Regions from separate parts of the Mus musculus genome. Here region 1 is linked to region 2. Evidence: chromatin contacts called from public HiChIP or PLAC-seq data. All regions are on one chromosome and are shown on one strand. The core of a region is the stretch at or near the end of the contact, and the rest is flanking DNA. Distances in the headings are between cores, read along the strand shown. Region 1 holds the start of Nipal3 (NIPA-like domain containing 3). Region 2 holds the start of Crybg2 (crystallin beta-gamma domain containing 2).

What was found. HiChIP or PLAC-seq counts read pairs in DNA pulled down with a chosen protein or histone mark.
Region 1: a FOXA1 HiChIP or PLAC-seq map of pancreatic cancer cells shows a contact between it and region 2. The contact joins the promoter of Nipal3 here to the promoter of Crybg2 in region 2. A contact is called at or near these places in 1 of 39 promoter capture datasets (liver) and 1 of 115 datasets of contacts at active chromatin or transcription factors (pancreatic cancer cells).

What each region holds. Positions count from the first base shown.
Region 1 is chr4:135,492,938-135,498,081 of GRCm38.p6, forward strand. Nipal3 (NIPA-like domain containing 3) reads right to left here and starts at 1,641. Exons shown (of 12, transcript NM_028995.4): 1 at 1,493-1,641. Stpg1 (sperm tail PG rich repeat containing 1) reads left to right here and starts at 3,050. Exons shown (of 9, transcript NM_030189.3): 1 at 3,050-3,209.
Region 2 is chr4:134,064,582-134,070,234 of GRCm38.p6, forward strand. It overlaps Crybg2 (crystallin beta-gamma domain containing 2), which reads left to right and starts at 3,871. Exons shown (of 20, transcript NM_001162970.1): 1 at 3,871-3,955.

The DNA.
Region 1 (5,144 bases), core at 391-2,890, 1.4 Mb after region 2:
AAAGGGCCTAAAGTTAAGTTGTTGCTGCTGCTATCATTTGAGACAGTATTTCTGCAAGATGCCTCCCATATGTTTTTTGATATGTTAGATCCAATGCATATAGGATCAACTGGGAACCATAATTTTCTGGGAAGACTGGGAGGGCATAATTATAATTACTCTTGGATTAGACTGCATGTGTGTGAAAGCAACTCTGTGTTAAATGTCTGTATCTCTGTCCTGACATCGTTAATATGGGGGTGCTCGAGAGCTCCTTCTACCTGGGAGAGACCTAGGGCTGCTTCCAGCCTGGAGTTGAGGGGGCCCTGGATTGAAGGCACCTGTCAGGTCCTCTGCTGTTCCTGGAAACCTAGCTCAGAGCCTGGCAAGGTAACTTGCATAGATGCCCACTCGACCAAATGTAATGCCCATGATACACTGTGGTTTAAAAAAAGAATGCCTTACTCAGAACCCATGGCCACAAACAGATATACCCAGCCCCACCCACAGGATGTCAGAAAATGCAAACAGGCCTTGGGAACCAGCTAGGGAGGACAGCAGGTTGTCTCCCCCCACCGCACCCCTCTGTGTGTGTGTGTGTGTGTGTGTGTGTTGAGTCACTGGCTTTTAAACAGTAGCTTCAACTCCCCTCTCTACCCAGGGAACCCCCAGAGCTCTGAATACCCAAAGACAGAGGGAGGAAGATTCTCCTTGAACTGCCGTGTAGCATCACCCCAAAGCCTCCGTGGACTCTGTAAGTTGCATTCCCTTATAAGGCTCACACTTTGGCCTGGTGATGGTTTATTGTTGGTCCAAGGCTGACATATGTCCAAGAGGCACACAGCCAAGCCAGTGTTGACAATCACAGTCACAGTTTATGGTCACTGACCCAAGAGAATTCACAAAGTGCTTGCTTCCACTCGAATCCCCCGGCCTCATCTAAATGAATAACTCCGTTAACCCCACCGAGCAAGTCTTCCAGCGAGCATAACAGCCTCGCGGCCATGAAATTGGCTGTAACTAAAAACAAGGGTGTGTGTGTGTGTCCGCGCGCGCCCCCCCGCGTGCGTGCATGGAGGTCTTGTCACCACCTGACGATTCAGTTTGACCAAAGAACGTCGGTTTCATGCCAAGCTTTTCTTTCCCGGGGCTTTTGAGCACTGAGGGGTGACATTCTCGGAGAGACACACCTCTGTTTCAGTACCAAGCACAGAGCTCCCTCCATCCACCTGCCAGTCGCACCGGCTATTTCCTGCACGCTGGAGCCGGCAGTACTGGCCTTCCACTTCCTCATCTGGTAACGCCCAGCATCTCCTTCATTAAGGCAAACCCGTGCCCACCCTCCTTGAAAATATGGAAGAGACAAAAAAAAAAAAAAAAAAAAAAAATCGGAGGCAACAGAACCCAAACTGACAAGGCTGGCAACAACAAGGGAGACTATATTTATACTAGGGGATCAAAACAGCAAGCCTGATTTCAAGTACCCCTTCCCTCAGTCATGACCGTGACTCACCCGGGACGTTCCTTCTAGATCCACCTATCCCAGGTTCCGGAGAAGCGACTCGGACACTCCGTGCCACCCCTAGGTACAGCCTCTTGGATCCCTTCCCAGCTCCGAGTTTCCAAGGGGCTGCAGTGTTTTGCTTTCAAAGGTGGAGACTTGATTTGTTACACTGCCTGCCAGTCCCAAGCTGGCGAAGCCTCTGCGCAGGCGAGTGGTTGTCGGGAGGGGATGGGCGGGACATCCTGAAATAATTGGCTGCGTCGCCAAGCTCGCTTGAAGCGTAGGGGCGACCTGACACTCACCTGGAGGAGTCCCCTCTAGCGGCCAAAGGAAGAAGTCCGGGCTGCTTTGGTCCCCAAGTTATGGCTGCTCACCTCCACCTGCCGGACAAGTAGGCTGGGCTTAAGCAGCCCGCCTGGTGTCCCCCCGCAGTCTGCGCTAACTGCCACCGACCGTCCCGGGCGGCGCCCCTGCTGCTTCCATCAGGTAGCTCCAGTATCGAAACCCAGCAGAGCCCTGACACGTCTCGGGGACCGTGCGTACCCCTTCTTTCCTGCGCCTGCGTCCCACCTGTTGGCTGTATTGCGTCCTTAATTTCCCGGTACGCCTGCAGCTCAGCAGCCCCGGTAGGCTGTCAATCATCCTAGTAGTCCCGTCCCCCCCCCCGCACCCCTCCCCCGCCCGCTGCTGTTTCCCAGGGGTTCGGCTGTGAGCATGAACCTGCGCGTGGAGCTTCCAGCGCGCTCATTTTTCAGCACGCGCCGTTCAGTCCAGAGCCGCACAGCAACCTCTGGGGGAGATGTTGAGATCACACAGGTTTTACGAGGAAATGACATTGGGGAGACCTCAGCGATGGAAACGCGGTAGAACTGGGAGGGAGAGTTTAAGAGAGGATGGAGCTGCCATATTGTATTATGGGAGATGCCCAAAGACCAACTGGGTCGGTGCGAGATTTTTTTTTTTTTTCTTGAGGCGTGGGTGGCAGGAGATGTGATCTGAGGAACAAGCGGGAGACAGTTTCTAACAGGGGACTATCCCATAATTTTAAAGAAGACGCTGGTGGGTTTAAGCCGGGCTGTGGCTAGGCACTGTGGCTGCGGTGAAACGGGTAAGGGGCTCTTGGAATACTGCACGGTTGCCCTTGGGGAATTATGTCATCGACCTTTCTGCTCTCACACTCAGGGTGTGGATGGATGGGTAGGAACACTTGGGTTTATTCCTTCGATGAGTCACAAAAACAACAAACCAAACAAACCCAACAACCAAACAAAACCGAAACAATCAAACAAACAAACAAACAAGAAAAGGGAACTGAACCCCAGAAACAAAAACCCTAATAGTTAGTTCCCTGCCTAACAGGTTCTCCTTAGCATTGTCAATCCGAACCCCAAAATTCTGGTAGCTTTTTTTGTTGGTTTTTGAAACGTCTCCAACGATTGGTCAACAGCTTTTCACATTAAAGACACAGAGGACACCCCTGGCTAGTTAGCCAGTTGCCTGCCGCCGGACTCTGGAATGTTAGGCCAGTGGTTGCCATAGCGACCGGGCGGGAGGGATAGATTGACTAGTTAGGAACCAGTTCCTGTTAAGGGACCGGTCCTTGAGGTCTTGAGGAGGATTCCGCGCACTCCATGGGACACCCACGGAGACCTCCATACTCCGGGTGCGTGCGGAATCTCTGTGGCCAGTTGGGTGGTGCCTCGGATGCCAGAAGGTGCCACTTGGGGTACGAGTGGGTCAGCTTAAGCCCTCAGTGTACCAACGTGAAAAGAGCTCCCCCTTGGGCCCGGTGAATGGTTGGACATCTGATGCCCCTACTTCAGTCTTTGAGGGGGTCTCAGAACTGGGCGGTGGGTGAACCTCCAAGAGCCAGCTCTAACAGAACCCTTTTGGTACTCCCGCGTCTTCCTCAGCAAGTCTTTATTCTGGACTCCATTTTGGCCAAATGAAAGGGTGAGACTGGCTTCTCGAAGCCACTAACCAGTTGGTACAGTTCCATGTAGGCCTTGAACACACTCTCTCACCAAGCAAAATAGCTAATGGGTCAATCTCCTGGGGCTTTGAAAGGTCTTTTGAATCTCCTGTGCCTTCCACTATCCTTTAGTAGGGATGTTTCAAGTTGGAGGAAATCAGGCTAGACCGTGACCATCCGTCATGACCCATCAAGTGCAGGAGGCTCACCTGGCAAGCAGCATCCTGGGCAGAGCTAGGTTATATCTGTTCTCTACCAACTGTACCAGCATTCCATGGAAGACTGGAAAGCAAGATAGATACTTGTTTCCTTCTGGTGGTAGAATAATGTACTCTTTGACAGTTTTATACTTTCTTAAAATTTTCCAAAAATTTGATAATTTGCGTGAGAAGCATAATTTTAAAAATCTCTTGCAACTTTTAAAAAATAGATTATTTTAATTTTATGTACATTGGTGTTTTGACTGCATGTGTGTCTGTGTGAAGGTTGTCAGATTGCCCCTGGAACAGGAGTTATAGTTGTGAGCTGCCATGTTCATGAGAATTGAACTCTTAACCTCTCTCTGAGTCATCTCTCCAGCCCCGAATTTTTTTTCTTTAAAGACAAAGTCTCACTATGTAGTCCTGGCTAGCTTGGAAAGCTCTATTTAAACCAGGCTGGCCTTAGGCTCACAGAGATCCATCCACCTTTTCATGTTGGCATTAAAGGAGAAAACATCACTCCAAAATTTTTTGTTGTCATTTAAAAAAATTAATTTTCACTTTATGAATATGGATATTTTTCTCTGTCTGTCTGTTTCTGTAGCACACACAGGCCTGGTGCCTGTGGTGGCCAGGAAAGGGAGATTATCAGGTCTGTTTACACTGGAGCTATATAATGGCTTGGGGCCTCCATATGAATGCTTAGAATGGAACTCAGGCCCTCTGGAAAACCAGTCAGTGCCCTTCACCACTAGGCCATCTCTCCAGCCCTGTTGCTTTGTTTTGTGAGATAGGGGTCTGGACATATGATCCAAGCTGGCCTAGAACTCAGCGTGTAGATCGGGCTATCCTTGAACTTCTGATCCTCTCGCCTCTATTTCAAAGTGCTTGGATTACACGTCCCACTGCTGTTGCTGCCGAACAAACCAGGGCTTTGTCTTCATGAGACACCATTCCCAGCGTTCTCCAACAGCAGCGTCCTTAACGGGAGGGCTAAAAAATGGTCCTTACTAAAACAGCAAGGTCACACGGCAATGCGGTTAGTGAATACTGGCTGCTTTCAGAGACAGTAAAAGGCACTGTTCTCTGGTCAGTATTGATCGCTGTTTGGAAATATCTTAATGTTTTAAAGCCATAGTTTCCCGTGATCTTATTAAATGTTAAAATCTTAGATTATACAAATTGCCCTCGCGAAGAAGAATCCATCAAGGAACACACAGTGAAGAAGAAAGTTCTAGACGGACTTAAAATTGCTTACTCAATTCCCCCATTCACTAAGATTTAGAGACAGGGAGAGTTCCTTAGGGCGTATGGGTAAAATGAATCCAGAGTCAGCTCATGAAAAATTAACTGCTTTGGAGATGAAACTGTGTACATGCTATTGACAACTAAATGAAAAAAACAAACAGAAAAAAGAAAAAAGAAAAAACAGAATAATAGCCCCAGCCACATGGATTAGAAAACTCTTTAGATCTCAGACAAGCAGGTG
Region 2 (5,653 bases), core at 2,621-5,120:
TGTACTCATGCATACATAAATAAATAAATCTTTAAAAAAAAATCTGGTAATGTGGGGCCAGTGTCTGGGCTCCTTCTCTTCTTCCCAGTGTTCCCACAACTGTTTCCTCCCAGGGAGGACAGCAGATAGGTCAGGAATTGTCCCCTTCCTCTGAGCGGGGTAGTGGAGCTTGCTTCTATCCTGTGGGAACTTGGGGCTGGGAGGGCCTAGGGAAGGAGGCCCCGGGCCTTTTGATGACTGGGAATAGGAGAGGCTGTGGGCAGCTGGGCCAGGTTTGCCCACACACTCCCTAATCCCTAAATTAGGGCCAGAGGCTAGGGACTCAGAAAGCTGCACCACGGTTGTGAGGAAGCTTCAGGAAGAGCAGTTAGAGTTGGGCCCAGTGCCACCCCTGTGCATAGGGCAGCAGTGTGGCACCTGACAGCTAGCAGTCCTCCCCTCCCTACGATATGATTCCATGTTATCTTTCCTGTAGTGTAAGTTAGTTGGGGAAGGCTAGGCCAGGGTCCTGTCTCACTGTCTTGCTCTGAGAGGTCCTACTCAGTTTCCTGTGGGTCAAGGAGAACAGCCAAAGATAGCCAAGGGTCCCTAGATTCCCAGAGGCGAGATGCCACACCATGTCCCTGTCACTTTGTCCCTGCCTCTGTTTTCCACCAGGTCCAAACCCAAAGCCATTCAGAATGGGACCTTCGAGTCAGGAGCCACGGTGGTTTATGGAGTCAGAAGCGACTCCACAGCTCAGGAAGACAAACTGACCCCCTGGGGAGGCTACAGAGGCCAGCCGTGGGCAGCGCCTGTGACTTGGCTGGCTATGGCTCGATGGAGCATGAGTGTCCAGCGCTGGCAGGCTCTGCCGAAGCCATCGGTGGTCCCAGCCATCCCTCTGGCCCAGAGCCTGCTTCACCTTCTTTGAAACAGGGATGGTCAGGCACCCCCTGCCAGCACTCCCAACACAGCGCCCCAGAGCTACCTGGCAACCTGGAAGACGCACCCCTATGGCCCCACCCGGAGTCCTTTCTCACAGCAGCAAGGGCAAAGGGTAAGCCCGACACCCCAGGGCCAGCCGAGCCAGAGCCAGAGCCCGTACACACTCGTCTCTGTGTCAGAAGGACCCGCTACCATATCACTGTCACCCTGCAAGGGTGCGGACGGGCACCTGGGGAGGAAGGTAGGGAACCGGCCAGACCAGCTCCCCACCCCTGCGGCCCTGAGGAATCCAGGGGCTGGCAGGAGCCTCCTCAGGAACTCCGCCCCATCACTGGGTATCCAATCAACCCGCCTGGGGAGCCGCCGCTGAAAGCCCCACAGCATCAGGGAAGCAAGGTCCGGCAGAAGCTCCTAGTGGGCTGGGAACCTGGAATCCCACACAGCCGGTAAGTAAAGGTTGGCACCCGAGGGACGTGATGGCGGGAGGTGAGTCTGATGTGGCAACTCCTACTTGGGTCGCTCTGCCTTGTTCCTGGACTCCCCACGCTTGAAGCTCCCATTCATTTGGTACCCTTGGGTGTGAGACGACTCAGTGTCCACTCCCTCATTCTCTCATTCTCTCATATTCTCTCATATTCTCTCATATTCTCTCATATTCTCTCATATTCTCTCTCTCTCTCTCTCTCTCTCTCTCTCTCTCTCTCTCTCTCTCTCTCTCTCTCTCTCTCTCTCTCTCTCTCTCTCTCTCTCTCTCTCTCTCTCCACCCGTAGGCTGAAAACCACCTCTGCCTTCCTTCCCTGTCCCCCCACCCCTGGAAGGGAAATCTCATCATGGAGAGGATAGGCTAGCCAGGGTAACCTTCCTTTCAGGTACTCTTGTTAATCCTGGGTTCTTTGCAAGAGATTGCGGACCCAGCCTGGGAATAGGAACCTTGCCAAGGTGCTGGGCGCCCTGGCACAGGTTGCTTAACTTTTCTGAGTCTTGCTTTGCTGAATGGGTATGGTAGTCAGAGATGAGGAAGAAGGGGGTGGCTACTGGAACATGCTTTGAACTCCATTGAGCTGGGCTGGCAAAATAACAGGGATGCTTATTAAGTACACGCCATTGGCAATGGTAATTATCCCACCAGGCTCTGCGGGCAGCCACGAAAAGAGGCGCCGAGACTCCCAAGCTTAGAAGAGTTTTATTTGTGTTGAAGTGAGTCCCCTAAAGCATCTTGGTAGGCTCGGAGCGGGGAGGCATGGCTTCTTCATAACTCAGTAAGGAGGAATGAAATTGAGGCCTCTCTAGGCGAGTCCTAGGCCACCAGAGGGGCCTCTGAGAAGCTGCTGCTGATGGCAGAGGCGCCAGTCATCTGTGCTTTGTTTTTCAAGTGTAAGTGTAGTCTTCTTTAATCCACAGACTAGGAGCTAACCTTCCCATCAACCCCAGCTAACGAGAGCAGGAGACTGAGGCTCCGCAAGAGTAAGTCACTTGCCCAAAGCCAACCAGCCAGTCAGAATTCAAACCCAGGTCTGTCTACACCCTAGCCACCTCCCCAAACCCCCTAAGGCTGCACACCTTGCAAAGAGGTCTCTTTGGCCCTGTGCAGAGCACAGGGTAACTTGTGGTTGCTGTGTGGAACATACTATGGATCTAAAAGCACCCTTAACAAAGCCAAAGCAAGGAGGTCCAGGTAGGGGTTGGTGTGCCAGTTCTGTGCCTAGGGAGGAGGACACGGGTGATCCAAACTGGCCCTGAGAGCTGCCAGGGTACCCCAGCATAGGAAGGCAGTCTGTACAAGGACGAGGGGGTGGAAAGTGAGCTGGTTTTAGAAGCAGATGGGAAACAGGCAGGAGGGTGAGGTGGGGGACATGGGGTTCTGGTTGATTGGGGTCTAGGTGAATACAGCCTGGAGTTGGAATGTAGGAGGTCCCTAGAGAGGAAGGAGGTGACTCTCAGGGACACTGTCCTTCTGGACCCACTCTCTGCTGGAGGGTTCTTTAAGCAGGTTTGACTAATGTGGGGAAAAGGGCAGAGTACAGCCGGGTAGCACGCGGGAATGTGTGAGCTCTGCGTGCACCAAGTACAGGTTCCTATTCAAGGGCAGATGGATTGCAAAGCAGAGAGAGCTTGTTTGTTGGCTGTGAGCTGAATGGGTGTGTTCCGGAGATACGTGCATACATGTGCTGTGGTGCCTGTGTGTTCTGTAGTGGAGCGTGTGGCTTGCACGCCTACAGAGCCCCTGTGTGTTTGTGTCTCTTGGTGTGTGACCATGTGTGTGTGTTGCTGTGTGTTCCTGGCTGCGTTTGTCTAGGCGGGTATCTCTGTATTTCTGTGCTGTGTGATGTGGTGGGTCTTCGACTCTGTGAATGCCTGTCTGATGCGCCATGTGTTTGGCAGCATGTGGGCCTGTGGACTGGTTTGGCCTAGTTTGGGGGTGACTCACAGGTAAGCGGGGAGAATCCCAGGACTTGTTGGGTTAGCTGAGATTTTTTTCCCACGCTCCCCCCACACCCCCCTCAGCCTCTCCCTTCCCATACCCACACACCTTGCTTAGAGGTCACAGGTCACCTTGCTAGCAAATCCACTTGTAGACGTGGAGAAGAGAGGGCTCTTGGAACAGGCCCTTGTGTTTGCAGGGGTGGTAGCTAGGTTACTGGGGTGTGTCTCCAGACAAAGGCAAAAGTGGGGAGCTATAGGCAGGCACATTCCAACACACATGAAAAACATCTTAGCCATCTTGACTGTCTAGGGATGGGACATGTGAACTGTCAGGAGGTGACCTCCCTGTCCCTAGAAGTATTCAAGCAGAAGCTATGACCACATGCTTAAGGAATGAATGGCCATCAGGGGGTGTTGTCCCTGGGTTGGGCTGGGCCTAGAATGGCATGGAGCTGATTGCTGGGACGTCATCAATACAACCCTGTGCGGACTGCCTTCCTTCAGTTTCCCCCAAGCTGTTTCCCTGTGGCCTTGCTGAAGCCCATGGGACCTTCCAAACATCTGACTCCTGGGATATCAGCTTCTTAAGAAAGCTAGCCTTGGGTGAGTCTGGCCAGGACTTGGCACTTGGCCCCAAATAATTAGCACTGAATGAATGAATGAGTGAACAAATCGGTTAGAGCTCAAGCTTTGTCGCTTGCCGCCAATGACGAGCGATCTGGGGGGATGAAGACAGGGGACTCTGTGAGGAGGAGGCTACTTATGTGGTGCTGAGTAAGGGACAAAGTGGGGGATCCCAGGGGAGAGAACACAGCTTCAGTGAGGGTGGCAGGGTCGGGCTGTTGTAAGGAGCTGAGTTTGAGCCTAGGGTGTCCATGTGTGTCTGCTCTCAACTGACCCTGGCTAAGGAAGTCTTGGGGGTCATCCAGGACTCCCCATCCTTATTCACAGGCTGTCAGAGGCCCCACAAACTCTATCCCAGACACTGGTAACAACCAGCAGTGGTCCTGGAGTTGAGTCAGACATCTGTGGGCCTCAGGCCCTTTCATCTATGCCCCCTTATAAAACCTGAGTCACTGCTGGGCCACAGGGCAGGTCAAAGTTCTGTTTCTTCCAGTTTCTTAGGAAGGAGGGAGGTAGGGAGTGGGGAGAGAATTAGGGCAGTGGGCCTATGTCTCACTCTGGGTATAGCTGTTGGGGGCTAGGTGAGCAGGGTCTTTGGGGTCCCTAGGTCTGAAAACAGCCTTGCTATGTCATACTTGGAGATATAAGCAAGGATTGCTCCTTAAGGTCTGAAGTGAACCCCAGGGCTGAGAGGTCCCCCAGTTGGTAGAGGGTTTGCCTAGCACCTCTGAAGCCCTAGGTTACATTCCAGAGCTGGGAAAAGGAAGGGTTGGGCATGCCTATCATCTGACCATTCAGAGGAAGTAGAGGCTAGAGAATCAGAGTTCAAGGTCACGGCTAGGGAGTGGACAAAGGTTGTCTGCAGTCAAACCTGACTACTCAGTCTTCTCAACCCACATGGTGGAAGGGGACAACCCACAAGCTGTCCTCACGTGCATCGTGGGACACACACACACACACACGAGTATCCACATACATGTGCACACACATGCACACATGCAGGAATGTGCACACACATACAGGCACACACACTCACCAAATGTAACTTAAGAAAAAAAAACAAGTTCAAGACCCTCTTTGGGAACAGAGAGTTCAAAGCCGCACTGGTCCACATGAGGCCCTGTCTCAAACAAATGAGCAAACCCTGGGGGGAACCCCAGTCAGCCATGCTAGTATATGCATATAATCCCAGCCCTCTGCTTGGGAAGGTGAGAACGAAGACTTGTTTTGAGTTGGAGCCCACAGTGGGCTACATAAATGCTATCAGGCCAGCCAGAGTTACATAGCAAAATGCTATCTCAGAACATCAAAAAGAGGGGCAGGCGTGGTGGTGCAAGCCTTTAATCTCAGTACTTGGGAGGCAGATTCAGGTAGAGATCTCTTGTGAGTTCGAAGTCAGCCTGGTCTACATAGTGAGCTCCAGGACAGCCAGGACTACAAAATGAGACTCTCCCTGAAAGTATAAAAGCAAACAAGTAAATATTAAAAAAAATTTATAGAGTAGCCATCAAAACACAGACTCGGTTTACCAGATAAATATGTAAACCTATATAAACATTTATATGGGGAGTTTGGAATGTGGCTAAGCTCTGAGGTTTGGGGTACAAGTCTCCACAGCTAAGGTATGACTGAAAAATATTTTGCATCCATCTGAACCTTATAAATCTCATTGGCAAA